2 separate regions of the Sus scrofa genome follow, and region 2 is linked to region 1. Evidence: chromatin contacts called from public promoter capture Hi-C data. All regions are on one chromosome and are shown on one strand. The core of a region is the stretch at or near the end of the contact, and the rest is flanking DNA. Distances in the headings are between cores, read along the strand shown. Region 1 holds the start of PPP6R2 (protein phosphatase 6 regulatory subunit 2). Region 2 holds the start of SELENOO (selenoprotein O).

Region 1 (7,380 bases), core at 1,162-3,661:
ATTGCAGAACTATTATAGTAGAAAAACTAGAAACACCTGTCTGTCCATCCCAGGAGTGAGTGCACATACGGAGCCCTGTACAGCTGTCACACGGAGAGTCAGTCTAGTGTGTGATTCAGGTCAGGACAATGGTCAGCACCTTTTGGAACTTGAGTCTTTCTGGCTGCTGGTCATCCAGTTCCTTGAACTGGATGGTGGTTGCGTGGATGGGTTTATTTTGTGAAAATGTAGTGCCTTCGCTTATGATTTGTGTACATTTCTGTATGGTATTTGAGGTTAGTAACAATGTTTCTTTTTTAAAAAGAAAAGAGTAAGGAAGACCTCTGTGGAACAAGCAAGGTACAGAATAGAATTTGTAGTTTGTTACATTTTATATAGGAAGGGCTGGAAAGAATGAAAAATTACATTTGTAATGAAGCAGTAAAGCAGAAAATTAATAAAGATACATTGAGAGGAAGCGAGCAGGATGAAGGCACAGGGATGGGGTGAGACTTCTGTGTGATACTTTTTTAGGAGGTTCTTTTACGAAATTTGGGAAATTTTTGGCTGTAGTTTCATGTATTTTTATGTCCTATTCTCTCATATTCCTCTGAGATTTCAGTTGCACGCATGGCGGACCAATTTATATTGTTGCATAGTTCAGTGAGTCTCTCTTCATTTTTTTTCCTTTATATTGTACCCACAGCGTATGGAAGTTCCCAGTCCAGGGATCGAGTCCAAGCCGAAGCTGTGACCTGTGCCATCCTGCAGCTATGCCGGATCCTTTAACCCACTGCTCTGGGCTGGGGATCGAATTTGCACCCCTACAGTGACCTGGGCTGTTGCAGTCAGATTCTTAACCCGGTGCCACAGTGGGAACTCCCCTATTCATTTTTAATAAAAACCTTTTTTCTGCTGCCTCAGATTGATTGGTTGCTGTTTATCTTAGGTTTACTGACACTTTCTTTTTCAGTCTCCAATTTCATCAACTTCATCCAGTATATATTTTTACTTCAGATGTATTTTTTCAGTTGTAGAATAGTCATTTTTGTTTTTCTATGTAGTTTGAGTTCTCTGCTGAGATTTTACTTTTTCACTCATTCTCTCTATTCTGCTTTAAGTCCTTGAACATGCGTATTATAACTGTGTGTGGCAGGCACAGCCAAGAAATAAATAAAAATATAGCTATCATGTCATTTTAGAAGAGAATTGTAGTGTCATCTAATACCAGTCCCTATTCAGATTTCTCCAGCAGCTTGAAAAATACCCTCTTCCAGGAGTTCCCCTTGTGGCTCAGTGGAAACGAATCTGATTAGCATCCATGAGAACGCAGGTTCAATCCCTGGACTTGCTCAGTGGGTTAAGGATCTGGCATTGCCGTGAGCAGTGGTGCGGGTCCAAGACGCGGCTTGGATGTGACGTTGCTGTGGCTGTGGTGGAGGCCGGCAGCTACAGCTCCGATTCAACCCCTAGCCTGGAACCTCTATATGGCTTGGGTGCTGCCCCCAAAAGACACACACACACACGCTCTTCCAGTTGATTTGTTTTATTTTTTTATTTTTGATTTTTTTTTTTTGTCTTTTTAGGGCCATACCCATGGCATATGGAGGTTCCCAGGCTAGGGGTCGAATCGGAGCTACAGCTTCCAGCCTGCACCACAGCTCATGGCAATGCCAGATCCTTAACCCACTGAGCGAGGCCTGGGCTCAAACCTGCAACCTCTTGGTTCCTAGTTGGATTGTTTCTGCTGCGCCACAATGGGAACTCCTAGTCGATCTGTTTTAATTGGACCCAAACAAGATCTAAATATTACATTTGATAATTATGTCTCATAAAGCTCTTATGTTTCAGAATGGTAACTCCTTATTGCTAAAGTATAATTTTCAAAAGTTAAAAATCATGATCCATGCAAACACAAAATAAACAGTTCTGGGCCCTACTGGTTCGTTTTTGCTGCATGTCTTGAAGGCAGTCATCTCAGCAAGGACCACTAGTCATGTTGTTTGGAAGGGTGTTTTGAGACCCACCAGGAGCGCTTGGGAGTTCTCCTCTTCTGACGTAGCGATGGATCATCAGTGAGCTGCCCGGTCACCTCGCGACCAGGGTCAGCGGCCTGGTCACCTTGCCACCAGGGTCTGTGTTTCCTGCTGATGGTAGTGTCTGGGCATGAAGCTGGACACCTTCAGGCCCGAGAGCCTTCTCATGTCCTTGTATTCTAACCGTTGAGGTAGTTAATAGTTAACAGACGTAGGACAGGTGTGTATCATTGGTACCCGTCTCTAGAACAGTCAAACGCAAGGAAGTTTCTAGACCCCTGATTATAAAATTTGATTAGTAAGTAAAGACAACGACTTGTTTTTCTTTTCCTTAGCATTTTGGTAAGTTAACTTCACAAAAGCAGAACCTAAGTTTTTTCCCTCTTATTTTTCAGGTGAAGAGATTATAAATCTTCTATTGAGTGAAAATATTTTTCTTAAGGTTGCATATACGCCAAGAAAAAATCCCAAATGTTTTTATATTTTGCCTAAATACAAAGTTTAAACAAGAAGTTTCCACGGAAGGTAAGATAATTTTTGTTTGATTCTACTTTATTGTGTAATTTGCGTAAATATGCTGTATAAGTGGACATTCAGAGATGGATGACAGCAAAAAATTTCAGTTTTGAAGATGTGCATAGAGTTTCCTGACTTGTGGGTTTTGTTTTCTTTCCTTTTTTGGTTATACTGGCAGCCTATGAAAGTTCCCAGGCCAGGGATGGAATACGAGCCGCATCTGCAACCTGGGCCACAGCTGCTCCACGGTGGGAATGCCACTCCTGGGGTTTTTTTGACCCTCCTGTGTCTGGTTTTGAGATGCCGTGTTGCGAAAAAGTGCCTTGGTCCCTCCAAGCCCAAGTGTAATCCAGATAAAAACGGGTGCATTGGGCGTGTGTAGAGAGGCCCATGCCCTGCCTTACCTGTGGGAAGGCCTCCACCTGCCAGGTGGGATGGGGGGACTTGTGCTCCTGCAGCGGTAGGTGCTCCTGAAAGGCCTCCCATTGCCGTCCACTGAGAGGCTGGGTAAATGACAGATGCGCGACCTCTTGTGAGTGCCCTGGCGCAAGCTAACTGCTCAGAGGCCGAGAGGACAAGAAGAGATAGCACCCTTTCGCTCCTTGCTGAAGAAAGCGTAAATCCTTTTCAGAGCAAAGCAGACTCAGTGTAGGCCCTCAGGACTCCACTGATTAAATGTCAGCAAACTTGAGCACACGCACACACACCTTGTGATCGGAGTGGGCATGATTAGGTGCCCCAGCGAGTGCAGGCGTCCAGTACTCAGACACAGTATATGTGATAATGCGTGAAGTGTGTAAAGAAATACAAAATGGAATAAAAATTAGTAATGAAAACCGAAGTGTCACAGTGATCCACTTAGAACTTTCAGAAATGAAAAAAAAAGTTGAAATAAAAAACTCAGTACTTGTGGATTAGACAGATTAAACATGACTGAAGGCAGAAGTAGTGAACTGGAATATATCCCTAAAGAGGCTCTCCCGGGTGCAGCCGGGAGACGGGAGATGGGAAGTGGCACTCAGAGAAGTGGAGGGTGAGGTGCGTGTCCTGAAAAACACAGTTGGAGCCCAGGATGGAAAAGTGGGAAGAGGAGGAGAGCCGTTACGCAAAGTGTTAGTAGCTTTGACTCAGCGAGAGAGAGAGAGCGTAGCTTTAGAAAGCACTCTGTGTCCTAAGCAGTGTAAACAGGAGGAAACCCCGAGCTCCCCCTGTGTCGCAACGGGAGCGGTGATGTCGGCAGCGCTGGGATGCAGCTTCAATCCCCAGCCTGGCACAGTGGGTTAAAGATCCCCGGCATTGCCACAGCTGTGGTGTAGGTCGAACTGTAGCTCGGATCTGACGCCTGGCTGAGGAACTCCAAATTCCTTGGGGAGGCCAAAAAGGAAAAAAAAAAAAAAGGTAACTCACACTCCTACATTGAAATTGTACGGCAGCAAAGACAAAAAAGCCTTAAGTGAGGTTGAGCTAGGTCTCCTTAGCTTGAGTAGAGGCCGATAGAGAGCAGAGCAGTTCCTCCGTGTGGTGAGAGAATGTACATTTCAGTACATGTTGTGCGTCAGGTATATTTGCAGAAGAACAGCACAGTTTTTCTGTGCTTTTGGTAAATGTTGGGCTGGGTATTTGCACAACCTACTACCCCACATTTCCTTACCCTGTAAAAAAAAACAACTAAAATTGTTGCATTCAAGAAAAAAAACCAGGAGTTCCCTGGTAGCCTAGCGGTTAAGGATTCGGCATTATCGCTGTTGGGGCCTGGGTTTGATCCCTGGTCTGGGAACTTCCACGTGCCTCACGTGTGGCCAAAAGAAAAACCAAAGGACTGACAATAGAGCAGGCAAGTTTTAGACCAAAATGTAACAGAATTATAACCCAGAAGGTGATTTAATCAGGATAGGATGGACTCTGCCTTGGCCTCAGGACATTTGTTGGTCTGGACAGAGTGTGGCTTTGATTTCAGAGGCCTTGTTGTTCTCTGCAGGGGAGATGTCCAGTTCTCACAGTGTGCAGAGAGCTTAAAGGGGGCTCTTCTCGGTTAAGTGGGGCCTGGCGGTCGGCGTCCTCGGAGGCAGGGTGAACTGGAAGTGTACCTCCTCACGTCATCCCGGCCCCCACCTGGTTATCTTTTACTAAACGTAGCAGGGGGAAAAAAGCTTGTGGCAGTGGATGGACCTTTAAAGGGCGTGTAGCCCAGGTCTACATTGCCTGGTAGTTCTAGGACGTGAAACATGAATTGAAGGTTTTCTGGTTTGGTAATGCCTTCAAACATCCATGGGACCAAACTTAAAACCTCTTTGGAGGAAGTTACCATCATCCTAAAATGCAAAAAATTGGAGTTCCCACTGTGACGCAGTGGTTAACAAACGCGACTAGAATTGATGAGGACAGGGGTTCGATCCCTGGCCTCGCTCAGTGGGTTAAGGATCCAGTGTTGCCGTGAGCTGTGGTGTAGGTCACAGACGTGGCTCGGATCCGGCGTTGCTGTGGCTGTGGTTTAGGCCGGCAGCTGTAGCTCTGATTAGACCCCTAGCCTGGGAACCTCTGTATGCTGTAGGTGTGGCCTTAAAAAGCAAAAAAAGCAAAAAAAAAAAAAAAAAAAAAACCCCAGAAAACCCTAAAATGCAAAAACTCCCTGTGGGTGTATGTATACTTTTGGCCATACCTGTGGTGTGGGGCAGTTCCTGGGCCACAGCTGTAACCAGAGGCATAGCAGTGACAATGCCAGATCCTTGACCCACCGAGTTGTGAGGGAAATCCTAGATATTTTTTAAGTACATAGATTACTGGCCAGGCACACAAGGAAATAAGGCACCATGTATGAAAACCAGGAGAAGCAGACCTTCCAAGACTTTTGATTTGGGGATTATCAGAAACAAACTGTTAACTAAGCATGCTCTTTAATTTAAAAGAAATAATTAAAGAAATAAAAATACCAGTAGTTGCTGCAGGTGCAGCCAAAAAAGGAAAAAATAATGAAAAAACAAAAACCAAGCTCATAGATACAGAGCACAGATTGGTGGCTGCTAGAGGTGGAGTGGCGGTGGTGCTGGTAGTGGTGAAGGGGGGGTTGAAATGTACACGCTTACATTTATAAAAGAAATAAGTAAGTCGGGATGCAATGCACAGTATGGTAATTGCAGTTCATAATAATGTTATTGCACATTTGAAAGCTGCGAAGTTTTCATCATAATAAAAAATTGTTTTGTAACTAAAAAAATAAAAAATAAAATAATAAATAAAAATACTGTAGTAAACTATAAAAGGTCACGTATAGTATTTGAAAAAGAACCAGGTATAACTTCTTTACTTAAAACCTCATATAAAGAATTTAGCATGTGGTTTAAGGTCAGGTCCTATATCCTGAAGAGAAAACCAGTGAACCTGAAGAGACAGGACAGGAGAAATCACCCGGAGTGAAGCGTAGCGAAAACAGTGGAACACACAGAGGTTAGGCAGTGTGGGGTGTGTATATGGCTGGTAACAGTCGCTAGTTTCTTTATCTTTTTCTTTTTTTTTTTTAGGGCCGCGCACACAGCATATGGAGGTTCCCAGGCTAGGGGTCCAATCAGAGCTATAGCTGCCAGCCTACACCACAGCCACAGCAATGCCAGATCCGAGCCACATCTGCGACCTACATCACAGCTCACGCCAACGCCGGATCCATAACCCACTGAGCGAGGCCAGGGATCGAACCCGCAACCTCATGGTTCCTAGTTGGATTTGTTTCTGCAGCACCATGCCGGAAACTCCAAAAGTTGCTATCTTCTAACTATATTAGACAAAAGTCTCTTTTAAGAATGAGGTGGGAGTTCCCGTTGTGGCACAATGGTTAATGAATCCGACTAGGAACCATGAGGTTGTGGGTTCGATCCCTGGCCTTGCTCAGTGGGTTAAGGATCCGGCGTTGCTGTGGCTGTGGTGTAGGCTGGCAGCTACAGCTCCGATTAGACTCCTAGCCGGGGAACCTCCATATGCTGCAGGTGCGGCCCTAGAAATGACCAAAAAAAAAAAAAAAAAAGAGTGAGGTGGAAATGACATTTTTAGGAAAACAACTGAGTTTATCATTAGCAGACCTTTACTAAAGATAATTGTTTTAAAATAATTTTTTAAAAAATTGAACTATAGTTCATTTACAAGATTGTGTTAATTTCATGTATACAGAGAAGTGATTCGGGTGATTCAAGCAATTTCAGATACACAGTGAGATGATTCAAGAATGTAATATTCTTTTTTTGATTCTTTTCCATTATAGGTTATTACAAGATATTGAATATAGTTCCCTGTCTACACTGTAAATCCTTTTTGGATTTATTTTATATACAGTGGAGGGTATCTGTCATTCCCATACTTCTAATTCGTCCTTTCACCACCACCCCCGCCCCATTTGATTTCCACAACTGTGAGTCTGTTTCTGTTTTGTAAATAAGTTCATATGTGTCATATTTTAGATTCCACGTATAAATGATTTCATCTGGTATTTGTCTCTGACTTGCTTCCCTTAGTCTGAGAGTCTCGAGGTCCGTCCGTGTTGCTGCAGATGGCCTTATTTCATTCCTTTTTATGACTAATGTTCCATTGTGTCTATACCACATCTTGTTTTTTTTTGTTTGTTTGTTTGTTTTTTAATCTTTTTAGAGCCACAGCCTGAGCATATGAAGGTTCCCAGGCCAGGGGTCGAATCAGAGCTTATAGCCGCTGGCCTACACCACAGCCACAGCAACTCAGGATCCAAGCCGTCTCTGCGACCTACACCACAGCTCACGGCAATGCCAGATCCTTAACCCACTGAGCGAGGCCAGGGTTCGAACCTGCAACCTCATGGTTACTAGTAGGGTTTGTTAACCACTGAGCC
Region 2 (7,113 bases), core at 2,185-4,684, 140 kb before region 1:
TCCGAGGGCAGCAGGTGAGGTCTGCCTTGGACCCAGGGAGAGGTGGCGTCCGGGGACAGTGGGAGGACTTGGGGGTCTGGCGGAGGGGCCCACATGCAACAGCCGCTAACAGAAGAGGAGAGGCCTGAGGGCGACGGTGGCCGCCTGTTTGCCTAAACCATCTGCTAGGTTGTCCGGGGGCCCTTCTCGGGGCCCCTCCTGGAGCACGTCTCGCACAGGGAGGGGCTGCTGGGTGGAGGCGGGGGGCGGGCCCCTTCCAGCGGCGGGGGTTGCAGAAAGCCTTTGTCTGCATCCCTCTGGCAGGGAGGACGGAGGAGTTGCTGTCCAGGTGGCAAGGGAAGGGCCCGGCCAGGGACCCGGAGTCCATCGTCAGACTCAGGCGGGACAGAGGCCGTCCCTGAGGTCCGCCCGGAGCAGGAAAGGGGGGGGGACCTGACGGCTGCCTCGAAGGGGGAGGGGTGGTGAAGAAGGACACTGGGTCACAGTTTCAGGACAAAGCAGCAGGTCAAAGGAAGCCGCCTGCCCGAGGCCTGGGGAGTTACTTTGCACCATCGCCTCCACTGGGACGTATCACAACACAAGTTCGTGTCACGCGGACAAGCAGAAGAAAACAAGGTTTCTCTTCTTCATCCGTAAGACGCGCCTAGGAGGGAGGGGACCGGGAGGGGCATGGGTCCACCCGGGCACTGCCAGCGCTGGAGGCAGCCCACATGACGGCCCCGAGCCCAGGTTCCCTGTGGCATGCCGAGGACTGTGCTTGGACAGTGATTCAGGTCAAGACAGGCAGGGAGAGGCCACTGGGTCTTCAGAGCTGCTGGCAGGAGACAAACAGGCTTCGGCTTGGGAGGAAAGAGGCTGTGCTGCCTGCGGGCAGAGGGCCGGCGCAGTCGGGGCCCCAGGGCCTTGGAGTCTGGAACTTCGATTCCCGCAGAGAACAAGGCAGGACAGCAGGAGGCGGCATGGCACTGCCAGCAGGTGGCAGACCTGAGCCTGGCTGCCCCACACCAGAGGGTCACCACTGGCTGGGGCTGGAGCACTTGGGCCTGACTCCCAGGCTGGCCTGTGCCCAGTGCGGATGGCGGACCTGACCCGCGGGACATGGACAATCGCACACCGTGGGTCCACTCTGGCAGCTTCCTCATGGACAAGGAGCCGGAGCCATTTTACCTGCTCAGCCTCAGCCCCAGCGGGTAGGGACCGCAGGGGAGTGTCTGGGATGGCAGGGCTCTCACCTGCCGCCTCCCTGCCCCCAAGCATCCCGCTTTGCTGACATGCTTCCCAGGCTAGGGACCCCAACTCCCCTGCCCACAGCCCAGCCTCCGCCCTGGGGGGCATGATGCGGGGCCGCGCAAGGGGCTTTCGGGGCCACACAGAGATCGGGAGGGCTGCAGCTTCAGCATGCTGCATGGGCCCACGAGCCTGGTCGCTCAGACACCGGATGGTGCCACAGCAACGGCAGCCAGGCTGCCCTCGATGCACCATGGCCAGAGCACGCAGGGGGCCCACCCAGCCTGCCTCGGGCCACCGACGGACGGCTGCGGGCCGGCCCTGTGCTCCAGGGTGCTGCATGTTTGCATCCCGTCCTGCAAGGCCTAGGCCTGCGTCCATGGGAGGCACAGCCGCGATGCTGAGCCTGGCTGACCACTAGGTTGTCTTTGCCAGGAGGGGCCGGGAAGGGGCGGAGCTCAGCTCCCACCAGTCCGGGCCACATGGGCCCTGTTCTGCCAGCAGCACCCGCTCACATGAGGGACCCAGGGAGGCCCCGGAGGCCATGCAGCCCAACAGTCAGGCCAGAGGCAAGGTTGGCTCTCCCTTGCTGCCCCTCCCATGCTGATGTGCTGGGACCCTGGGAACCCACCAGAGGCCCCTCTGCTGTAAGCTCAGCAAGGGCAGCCAGCAGGGCACAGAGCCTGGCACCCATGGGCTCTCAAAAACCGTCCCGCCAGATTCCAGAGTATGAGCAGGACAGTGGGGCGAGGAGGCAGGGAAGTGGGACGGGAGGGCCTGGGCCTGGTGGAGAGGAAAGGGGACACCAGGCTCAGGTGGTCTCCTGGGCAGTTAGGAAGGAGCCTGGGTACAGGGGACTCTGCCAGCAGGCAGGTGGGGAGGACCCAGGTGGGCCCAGGCGGAAGAGAGTGGTCTGGCTGCAGGAGGGAGGGGCTCCAGGGGGCCAGGCCCCCACCAGGGCCTCACCGCACTGTCGCTGATGTCTGTGTGCCCCGCCCCCCCGGTGCCCCTGGCAGAAAGTAGGCTCATTGTTCATCTCAGAGAGGAGGACCCCGAGCTGGAGGGTGGAGGGTCTCCCCAACGTCACAAGCCAGCAGGGGCAGAGGTGGTTGGCACTGTGGCCCCAGGGGAAAGTTCCCAGGGGGTCCTTGAGGTCAGGTGTGGAAGGGGGAGGTGCTGGAATAGAGGCGCCCCAGCTGGTGGGGGGGTTGAGAGGGAGGGGGTCTCAGGTTTTACTCTGGACCCAGGTGGGCAGGGACTTGGGAACCCCTCCAAGGACAGTTCTCCTTCTGCACATCAGCGGGGTCACCTGGGGGAGGCACCCAGGCTTATCTGAACTGAGCCGGGAGTCATTCTGCGACCCCTGAGCCCAACTCCTCACCTGGGGGCTGGCCCTTCAAGGCCAGGCTTGGCCCTCCCCACCCTGCACCCTCCCTGCCTCCTGGGCAGCTCGGGGCGGGGGGGGGGGGGGGGGTGTTCTCTGGGCCAGGTGCTGTTCTGGGGGAACTGGTGCCCAGATCAGCAAGGCTCCTGCCTTCCAGAGTATGGGCGAGAAAAAGACACACAAGAAACAGGAAGATAAGGTAATGAGCTCATTTCAGAGCAGTGCAAGGAACAACACGGGTGACAGGAGGCAAGGCAAGGTGGCACGTGAGGAATGAAGCTCCAACCGAGTCAGGAGCACAGCAAAGACCTGCACTAGGGCAGCGCCTGGCTGGACGCTGGCAGGCCCTCGGCCTGGGCCTGGCCCACAACGGCCCCACCAACCCTCGGGACTGGGTGGACACACTGTCCCCTTTTCTTCCTGTCCTGTGGCAGCGAGCCAAGGACGATCCAGGGCTAGACCTCCCCACAGCGTGGGCCGAGGCTGACTGTGGCTTCACCTCGGCGTTGGGGGCACCCTGGAGGTCCACTGGAGACGTCACTCGGCACAGCCACAGGCCCAGAGGACTCAGCCTGGACTGGTCGATGCCTCCCGAGGCGGACCTCGAGGGCCCTGCCGGCTGTGGGAGGCCCAGTTCCCACCGCACACTCCCGCCTTCAGACACAGCCGGGCGGACCGGGACTGAGCCCAGCCCAGACCTCGCATTCCCGGAGCCGAGACTGGCGCGGAACTAGACAGGGCGTGACCAATCAGAGCCAGGCTTTCTGCGGGCGCGGCCCCAGCGATTGGACAGCGGGCGCGGCCCCGCCGAGAGAACAGCGGGCGCGGGGCGGGGCTTCCGGTCGGGGCAGAGGGGCTTCCGCCGGCGCGGCGCCCTGGATGGCAGTGCTCAGGTCCGCGCTCGGGGCTCCTTTCGCGGCCGCCCGCGCCCGGCCGCCGCCCCTCGGCCGCCGCCCGCCCCCCGCGCCCTGCTCCGCCCTGGCCGGCGCCATGGAGCCCGCTCCGCACTGGTTGGTGGGGCTGCGCTTCGACAACCGCGCCCTACGCGCGCTGCCCGTGGAGACGCCGCCGCCCGGCCCCGAAGGCGCCCCGTCCGCGCCGCGGCCCGTGCCCGGCGCCTGCTTTAGCCGCGTGCGGCCCGCGCCCCTGCGCCAGCCGCGCGTCGTGGCGCTGTCGGAGCCCGCGCTGGCGCTGCTGGGCCTGGGCGCGCCGCCCGCCGACGCCGACGCCCGCGAGGCGGCGAGGCCGAGGCCGCGCTCTTCTTCAGCGGCAACGCGCTGCTGCCGGGCTCCGAGCCCGCCGCGCACTGCTACTGCGGCCACCAGTTCGGCCAGTTCGCCGGGCAGCTGGGAGACGGCGCCGCCATGTACCTGGGCGAGGTGTGCACTGCGGCCGGCGAGCGCTGGGAGCTGCAGCTCAAGGGCGCCGGCCCCACGCCCTTCTCCAGGTGTGTGCGGGGGGAGTGCCTGTGCCCGAGGAGCCGTCCTCCCCGGAGGCGAGGTTGGGCGTGAACGGTGTGACCCGGCTTGTAGAGCGTGCGGGGTAGCGGCCCGTAGCCGAAGGAACGGCTTGTGCGAAGGCCCTGCGGCCGGGACAGGAGGACCGGCAGGGGTGCTGTGGCTCCCGGGCCCCTGCCCGCTCAGCCTGGCGCGGTGGGGGAATGGCCAGGCCGAGCCTCTAACCCCACAGCGCTGGCAGCTGCCCATGCCGCTTTCCTGAACTGTCCAAGGACTTTGGACTTGGTTCTGCAGGTCACACACTCGCGTTTACCGCGTGCCCAGCCTCGCTGCGGTGCTGGAGCAGCACAGGGCTTCCTCTAATAGCTGACCGGGCAGCCAGCTTCCGCCCAGCACCCTTAGCCTCAGCTTGTCCCTTCGCAGGTGACTCCTGTGTAGCCAGTACCCTGGACGGGGACAGACCCGTCCCAGGGGTCGCTCTCCCAAGCACAGGCTTCCAAGCACTTGGGGCCAGCCCTGCTGTGACCCCACAGTGAGGTGGGCGGTGTCACATGCCCGTCTGGGCACCCTGCCATGCTTGTCTTGTACTTTGCTGGCTGTTTTGGTCTTTTCCACTCTGGAGCTCATATATTTAGCTCATATTTGTTAAATGCTTGTTGAGTGGCCCAAAGAATTACACCTAACTTGACATCTTATGGTGGAAAAAATCCTGCGGGCGGTCTCTTCTCTGCCGGCCCCGTGCCCTCCCTCCGGGGGAACTGCACCTGTCCCCCACCCCCACCCCCAGCAGCCCCACCTCAGAGCTGCAGCTTAACCGCTTCTTCCCCAGTCTTGACACTTTTCTGTCTTTAAAAGTCCCTGCGTTCAGCCCGGGGCCACTGGTGGGCTGATGGACCAAAGCCTCTCACCCCAGGCCTGCCCGTTGTATGAACCTCTTAAACTTCATGTGTTCACTCGGCTAATTTATTTTTGCAAGCTATAAAGAGACATTTTTGTGAGAGTATCTGCTGTTGGAAGTTGCTTTTTATATTTGAAGACTTGAATTTTAAGTCCGTGTTTCCAGACCTGAGGTCCTTTGAAAGAAAGGCGCTGTTTGGCCCTTATCAGGTTTGTGCCCACCCACCACCCCCAATGTTTCCTGGGGTCCCCAGCTTCAGCAAGACTTCAGACTAACAGCTGAAGTGGCTGTGAGTGGCTTAGGGCCAGCAGCTGCTGGAGCCCCCAGGCTTGGGTTTGGGAGTGGGCAGGTGGCTTGTTGCCTCTGCCTGTGGCCGCAGCAGGGGTTTCAGGACGGCCACCCCAGCAGGTGCAGGAGAGCCTTCCTCTGCTGGGTCTACCCCTGCAGTCTGGCTGGGACGCGGGCACCCGGGGGAGGGGCTGCTGTCTCCCGGCCTTTCCGCTTTGTGGGCAGGGCTGCGCTGGGCTCTTTACCCTTGCTGTGTAATCTTCCCTTCCGGTTGCTGCTGTGGGCACCTTGCCCTGGGCAGAAAGGTAGGCTGCTGGTTTTCAGGGGCACTTTTACCAGATTCAGGGTTAGCTTGGGCACAGCATGAAGCTCAGCTAGGCTGAGAGATTCCCAGAATAGAGCGAGGATGGGACATTGGAGGCAGGCTTGCAGACGAGACAGAGGAAGAGGCGCGTGGCATGTGGCTGCGGACTGAGGCAGGAACTGTCACCCCGCCGAGCTTTGGGAGGGTGGGGGGTGCTAGAGAGGCACCACTGGGTCTGTCCGCACCAGGGAGGCCTGCAGCGGTCTTACTGACGTCCCTGGTCCTGCCACAAGGCTAGGCCCCGGACTCACACTGGGCCCTGGTCTGGCCTCTTCCCCGCCAAGGATGTGGGCAGAGGTGGGTGCAGCCCAGGGTCCTCCCCTCAGGCTCAGTGTGGTCCCACAGGGATTTGTTCTTCCCTAGAGCATTTTCTAGACGGTTCTTGCCTGGGAGGCTGCTGGGACATCTGACTTTGCAGAAGGCGGGCACGCAAGAGGACCGTGGAGTAAAATATATAAGATGACAAGGAACCACCCCCCCAACCTAGAATTCTGTACCCTCTGAAATTACCCCTCAGAAGTGAGAGAGAGAGACTCTCCAAACAAAAATCAAGGGACTTTGGTACTAACACGCCTGCCTGCAAGAAACGTTACAGTTATTTATAGAGAATGAAAACTAGGTAGGGCAGGAGGGGGGGTCCCGGGAACCAAAGGAAGGGCAGGTAAAAGTAAGACCTGTGCTTCTCTGGTCTTAACTGATACACAGGTAACAGTTTGTTTAAGATGATAGGAGTTCCTGCAGTGGCTCAATGGTGAATGAATCCGACTGGGAACCATGAGGTTGCGGGTTCGATCCCTGGCCTTGCTCAGCGGGTTAAGGATCTGGCGTTGCCGTGAGCTGTGGTGTAGGTTGCAAATGCGGCTCGGATCCCGTGTTGCTGTGGCTCTGGCGTAGGCCGGCGGCTACAGCTCCAATTCGACCCCTAGCCTGGGAACCTCCTTATGCCGTGGGAGCAGCCCTAGAAAAGGCAAAAAGACCAAAAAAAATTAATACTATAAAATGATAGTAGCAGGAGTTCCCACTGTGGCGCAACAGGACCAGTGGCATCTCTGGAGCCCTGGGACACAGGTTCGATCCACGTCCCTGCACAGTGGGTTAAGGATCTGATGTGGCTGCAGCTGCAACATAGGTGTCACAGTTGTGGCTCCGATCTGATCCCTGCCCCAGGAACTCCATGTGCCCCAGGGCAGCCAAAAAAGGGGGATTTAAAAAAAGGTAGCCACGAAAAACAAAAAAGGGAAGAGTCCGTCCGACCACGTTGCTCATGTGTCAGTGGACCCTCGCGGCAGCGGCGTGAAGGACGGGGTGATCCTGACCTGGGAGCCTGCAGCTCCGGCGCCGCAGGGTTACGGAGACGTAGACCTGGACTCGTTGAGAGTGTCTGCTACAGACGCCGCAGCAGCCATGCTCATTTATTTCGTTCTGCTTTTTAGGGCGGCACCCGCGGCACACAGTGGTTCCCAGGCTAGGGGTTGAATCGGAGCTGCAGCTGCCG

Evidence for each region. Promoter capture Hi-C pulls out the DNA fragments that hold promoters and counts their contacts.
Region 2: a promoter capture Hi-C map of liver shows a contact between it and region 1, with 3 times the contacts expected there. The contact joins the promoter of SELENOO here to the promoter of PPP6R2 in region 1. A contact is called at or near these places in 1 of 5 promoter capture datasets (liver), 4 of 47 Hi-C or Micro-C datasets (fetal liver, liver, retroperitoneal adipose tissue and 1 more) and 2 of 2 datasets of contacts at active chromatin or transcription factors (alveolar macrophages and skeletal muscle).

Annotation. Positions count from the first base shown.
Region 1 is chr5:336,558-343,937 of Sscrofa11.1, reverse strand. It overlaps PPP6R2 (protein phosphatase 6 regulatory subunit 2), which reads left to right and starts at 2,411. Exons shown (of 23, transcript NM_001206372.1): 1 at 2,411-2,540.
Region 2 is chr5:477,157-484,269 of Sscrofa11.1, reverse strand. It overlaps SELENOO (selenoprotein O), which reads left to right and starts at 3,434. Exons shown (of 10, transcript NM_001201431.1): 1 at 3,434-3,848; 2 at 3,851-4,058. The coding sequence starts at 3,491.